Linked DNA regions of Rattus norvegicus: region 2 is linked to region 1. The links are chromatin contacts, called in public Hi-C maps. All regions are on one chromosome and are shown on one strand. Each heading gives the region's core, a stretch centred on a gene start, on an enhancer-like site or on the middle of the called end of the contact. The rest is flanking DNA. Distances are from core to core; before and after follow the strand shown. Region 1 holds the start of Snx25 (sorting nexin 25). Region 2 holds the start of Ankrd37 (ankyrin repeat domain 37).

The links. Hi-C and Micro-C count contacts between places; a contact is called where the count stands out from the background.
Region 2: a Hi-C map of liver shows a contact between it and region 1, with 4 times the contacts expected there. The contact joins the promoter of Ankrd37 here to the promoter of Snx25 in region 1. A contact is called at or near these places in 10 of 12 Hi-C or Micro-C datasets (the A7r5 cell line, Schwann cells, frontal cortex and 5 more) and 1 of 1 datasets of contacts at active chromatin or transcription factors (oligodendrocytes).

Annotation. Positions count from the first base shown.
Region 1 is chr16:52,865,562-52,868,507 of GRCr8, reverse strand. It overlaps Snx25 (sorting nexin 25), which reads right to left and starts at 1,406. Exons shown (of 19, transcript XM_224863.9): 1 at 734-1,406. The coding sequence starts at 1,108. It also overlaps a transcript of Cfap97 not described here.
Region 2 is chr16:53,000,014-53,002,959 of GRCr8, reverse strand. It overlaps Ankrd37 (ankyrin repeat domain 37), which reads right to left and starts at 1,453. Exons shown (of 5, transcript NM_001108400.3): 1 at 1,219-1,453; 2 at 857-1,009. The coding sequence starts at 1,245. It also overlaps a transcript of Lrp2bp not described here.

The DNA.
Region 1 (2,946 bases), core at 157-2,656:
GATGTCAATCAGCCAAGTTCAGGTAAAATGAAGGTCCCTTTAAAGGGTTATTATGAACAGACTGGAGGTAAAGTTTGATTTTAGGCAAACATGGGGTCGTTAGGAAGGAGGGCAAAGCACGTTGAAAATAAAATTCTTAACTGCATTCCACAACATAACCTATATATCCCTACATAACCACAACCCTGGTGTCCTACACCTCACTGACGTCAGCTTTTCCTCTTAACAAAAGACAGTGGTTCCTAGTGAGCATGTCCCCCAATCCCCTCAAATCAGACATCCAACTGAGCTGCGTTACCACTTAACCCACATGGAGGAAAACAAGACCTTACAGGTGTGAAGTACACAGGGCCCATTGAGTGAGCTCGGACTGGGTGACCCAACCAAGTTTTCTCTTCTGGAAACCATCATAAAGTTATCTCCCACACACTACAGATGGAAAACCCCAACAGAATCATCAGTACTGAGAGCGAAGCCTGCCTCCTCCTGTAGGTGCTGTGTGCGATTTTTCGCCAGCACTCACCAACTTCAACCTCGGAGACCTGCCTGGATCTCTGCGTGCAGAGGATGGTGGATGAGTAACTACAGAGCCTAAAACCGCGCGCGTGGCCAAGCCCGCGCCGCCCAGTCCTCAGCGGGCTTAGGATGCGGGAGGGCCACCCTGCGGGAGCCCCCCAGGATCTGCGCGCGCACGAAGCCGCGGGCACGCGAGGCAGCCGAGACCGGTACTCACCCGCAGCGGACAGCGGACGGCCGCCGCCAGCCGGCTCCAGGAAGAGGCGAAGTCCGGCGGCTGGGCGCGCGGGCTCCAGCAGACGAGCGCGACCAGTGTCCCCAGCAGCAAGGCGGCCGCGGCGCAGCTCAGGTACAGGCTGAGGCGCAGCAGTACCGCGCCCGGCCCCGTGCCCGCCGCCGGTCCCCAGCCCGGGACCAGGCAGCACAGCGCCAGCACGGCCAGGGCCGCCACGGCTGCGGGCCCCCGCCAGCCCCCGCCCGGGCGGTCCGCCGTCCGCTGTCCGTCCGCGGAGCCCCGGGCAGCGCGGCAGGCGTCTGCGGCGGACGTGGGGCCGCGGCGGGCGCCGCTGCTGTCGGTGGCATCGCGGTGCATGCTGCTTCCTGGGCCGCTGGCGACAGGCTCATCTCCCGGCCCGCTGCCCCCCGGCGCCGCCCCGGGCCGTGGCCTGTGCGCGGCGCCCGGCCGCCTCGCCGCTCCCGCCGCCGCTCGCGAGGCAAGGGCAGCCCGTGCTCATGCCCTCGCCGGCGGCCCTGCGCGGGAACCGCTCCAACAGACACCGCCGCGCCCCCCTCGGTGCCGCCGCCCCGCGCTGGGCCCGCAGCTGCCCGCCGACCTGGCGTGCCCAGGTAGCGGGACCGCGAGGCGACTGGAGCCCCACGGGCTTGAGACGCGCGGGGGCGGGGGCGGGACCTGCGGCTGACTGACAGTGGGGCGTGGTCGCCCCGCCCACCCGGGGGCGGGGGCGGCCGGAAAGGGGCGCGACCAATCGCAGTAGACCCCGCTACTTCCCGAGCCTCCACCCCCGCCCCCCGGGGACCGCGTCTGTTCGTGGAAAATTTTGCTGCAGGTGTCAGAAGCTTGAGTACTGCTCGGCTCAGGTGCTCCCTTATTTTCCCCGCTCGCTCCTCGCCTTGCCTACATCCCGGTACCAGACACCGGCCCTTGTCCTCTAACTCTCTGATTAACCTGATACTGTCCCTGATCCTCAATTTTACTTCTTTCTTACAACCGACCCCACCGCCCAAGGATAGGGACTAAGACAAAACTGAAGGAGTTAAGTGAAGCCTGTGGTTCCCACTTACTTATGGAAAGACTCCCAGAGTGTCTTCCTGGTGCCAGAGAGTGTACACAGCTGCCATAATCGATTTGGCTCCGATTTTGTGTTTTTGTTGCCAACAACTACTCGGTACAAAAGCTGTTACCCACGCAAAAGAAACTGGTTCAAATAATTTTGAGAGAACATATTTCCCTCTCCTATCTTAGTCGCAGCCGGTAGTCTACAGACGATGTTTGCTGAGAAGAAAATGTCCAAATGCTCCTCAATACTATAACAGGGCTGCCAAAGACCATACGGGGTGTTGACTGTCTTAGAGGAATGGTGGAAAATAAGAATTTCTGAAGACACTGGGAAGGGAGACAGAGTAGAGAGGACAAAAAGGAATGAAATAAGAAAAGAAGGGGAACTTGATAGATAAGGAGCCTAGGACCTCTCCCCATGACACTTTAATGAACAATTCCAAATTCTTTAACTTGTACTATTTTGTTTTGTGACAGGGTCTCTCTGTGTAAACCTGGCTATCCTGAAACTCACTATGTGGACCAGGCTAGTCTGGACTCCCTCAGAGATCTGCTTGCCTCTGCTTTCAGAGTACTGGAATCAAAGGTGTGCAGCCTAATATTTGCAGCGTCTCTAGTATGTTGACTGATAGTGCCCCAGGTGGCAGATGAGTAAAATAAGCCTTAAAATGCAGTGTTATATATAGTGTTATATATTACAGCTATACTATTTTTGTTTTTTTTTCTGTAAAGGGATTGTTTCATCCATAATAAGTATTTGCCATTTCATCAAAAAAGGGAAAAGAAAACAGTCATGAAGTAAAGTACTTGCCTGCTTAAAATGAAGTATAACACAAAAGGTTATTATTCAAGAGAAGACACGGGTGTACATAAACAGTCCACCCGTGTTTTCCTTCCAGGTCATCATAACAAATTCCTCCAAGTGGAAGACCAAGTCATAGATTTAAAAGTCATCCCTAACATTTAATTCTAATAGAATGTAGTGTTTATGTGAATTGTTTTTATAACTATTTAAAGACAAGTATGTTTCTAAAAATTTTTTTTTTCGGAGCTGGGGACCAAACCCAGGGCCTTGCGCTTGCTAGGCAAGCGCTCTACCACTGAGCTAAATCCCCAACCCCTCTAAAGTTTTT
Region 2 (2,946 bases), core at 204-2,703, 130 kb before region 1:
TGTAGGATAAGACAGCACATTAGTGTCTCCAAACATTCTGTAGAAGCCAGTGGGCAATGTAATACCTTGTAACAATAGAACTATTTCATTTCATTGTATTTTTGACAAAGTTCTCTTGCTGTGCTAATACAAAGTTTCCATTAAAAAAAAAAAACCAGTAGCCATATTCTCATACATTAAAAATTAAGGGACTGCCAGCAAACTAGAGTTCTATAGAAGGCAAAGGTTTATAATTGAAAACTTCATCACACTCTAATGATGAAGACTACTCAAAGAATTGATGGTAGACATGTCTCCCACACATTATTTCCTGGTTGATGGGACTTGGACAAAAAGCAAGTACTCTTAAAAGTCCTGTAGACACACACTATACAATGTGAGAGTAGCCAGTACCCACCTATTGCTAAGGAGCATTTGAAATGTGGGTAGACTTATTGAACTATGCCATAAAAGTAAAATACACACTGAACTGTGGTAGGAAAGCAAAATAAAATAGCATCTCAATCACTGCTGATATAATTACATATTAAAACAGTATTGGATTAAATTATTAAAAGTAATCCCATGGGGGTTGGGGATTTAGCTAAGTGGTAGAGCGCTTGCCTAGCAAACGCAAGGCCCTGGGTTCGGTCCCCAGCTCCGAAAAAAAGAAAAAAAAAAAAGTAATCCCATGGCTTGTTTTTGCTTTATTAATGTGGATACTAAACAAGTTCCAAGTTACCATCTTGCAGTATGTTTTTCCTGGAAATTCTTACATGGCTCTTTATACCAACTGAAACCCGCAACTGGGAAATGTTTGTGCAAACACTGGGTGGAGGAGAGGGTTGTACATAGCAACAATCGGTTACCTAGTTACCTGTTGGTTGAGGTCAGCACCCGTTTGCAGCTGCCAGAGAAGAAAGCAAGCAAGGCCGCCACCTGCAGCTAGGTGAACAGGCGACTGCTCTTGAGGATCCGGGGGTGCGTTGACTGATGCTCCTGTCTCCAGCAAATTCTTAAGGCCATCCTCCTGCAGGAAAAGAACAGACTGTCACCGTCCTGTCTTGCTTGAGCCTTCTGAGCTGAAAAATCCACCCTCCACGAGAAAAGAAAACAAAACCAGACAAGGTTTGACCTGGTAACCCAGCGCTCTGTCACCCAGCGTCACGCTTGTTAGAGCTCCCAAGACAGACCTCTGGGAGATCTAACCTGCAGGACGTAAAGGGGTGAGAGTCTCACCTCCAAGTTGCAGCTAAGCAACAGCATCGCCCCCTAAAGCAGATGACAAGTGTCCCCGGGAGTTCAGCGAGGCGAAACCGGTCGGTAAGAGTGCATGGGACTGCCCCCTTTCAGCAGAATTTAAAGCTCTCTGGGACTTGGAGGGCGGTGGCCCCTCCCCGCCGCTCCCCAGCCTAGGAGTGTCCCCACCGCCCAGTTCTCCACAGCTCGATTTTCCCAGCCCTGCAGCGGCCTCACGTACCCAAACAGTGACACGTGTAGCCCGGAACCCAGAGCGATGGAGAGGGGGCGGAGCCTGCTACGCGGCATGCCAGCTGATTGGCCAGGATGACCCACCTGGGTCCGCCCTCTGGGAGTGAAGCCCAGGGGGTCGTGGGCACGCATGCGCAGTGAAGGCCATGGGTGAAGAGGGTTGATATCCTGGCCTTTGAGCTTCGGCGGCGGCCATGACGCGAGCAGAACTAGGCACGTACCGCTGGGTGGAGTCAAGCCCTTTTATCCCTCTGGAGAAGCGGAAGTCGCCTGTACTGGGGCTTCTGTCTGCAAGCACGCACGTAGCGGGAAAAGAGGGACCCACCCTGCAGGCCCCGCGTCCTCCCCTTCCACCTTGGCCGGAAAGAGCTTCCTTCTGCTTCAAGTCCTATAGCACCGCGCGCGCCTCAAGATGCTTAGGAAGGGGATTCAGCGGGGGCGTTAGAGGTCTTGGCGATGGGACTCTGACCAGAGGTTTACCTTAGGAGGTGCTCTCCCAAACTAAGTGAATTATCAGCCAGTGCTGCCAGCTTCTTTGTGAGCAGGGTGCCAATTCCTGTGAAATAAGCCAGCCATTGTCACATGTCCCCAGGGCCCGGAAATAGCTAGTAAATACAAGGAGTTTGCCAAGGATGGCCCTCACTCTGGTTATTAGGAATATGAAAAGGAAAAAACAAAAGATTACAATGAAGAAAAAAGCCAGATACTATTTAGGCCAGGTGATTGTTAAGGTTAGTGATAGGTTGACAGCACGAACCCTTGAATGCCTGCTCTAGGACATGAGAAGGGCTCCACCAAAACCCAGAACTTATATTAGAGCGTCAGATAGACCGAATCAAATGGACTCTTCACAAGATATTTGGCTCATACTACTCAAAGCCTTCAAGGTCATAAGTGAGTAAAGTCTGAGAAACAGACCGGAGGAAACAACAGTTTAGGGTGAGATTTTAAAACGGAAACGCGGCACTACTGGTAAAATTCATGACAATGTAATAACTACAAAGCGTGAATTCCTGGTAATGAACCCTGTTGACTTCTGACTGTGGTAAAGGGAATGTTAATAGGGGAAACATAAAGGTAAGAGACTATTAACATCTGGTTATACCTCAAATAAAATGTATAATTTATTTGTTCCTGTAAATCGTCGCTAAGGAAGTTTTATTTAAATATTTGGTTTCCCATTTTAATAAGGATTCTTTTTCAATAGTTGTAACAGAAGATATCTCAACCAGTATGAAGCTGGTTTTAAAGAACAAGTTTATCGTAGACACAGTTCTCCCAAATAGTCACAAACTTCTCAACCATTTAGTTTCACTAACCAATAATATTTCTTTGATAAGACACACTGCCTGTTGTGGTGATCCAAAATCTTAGGCTTCTTAAAACTTTTTCCACCCATGGCTCTTAATTGCCTGGGAAAAAAATTGTATTTAACTCTACTTTAGTTGTATAGGTGTATGATACAGTACGAATCAA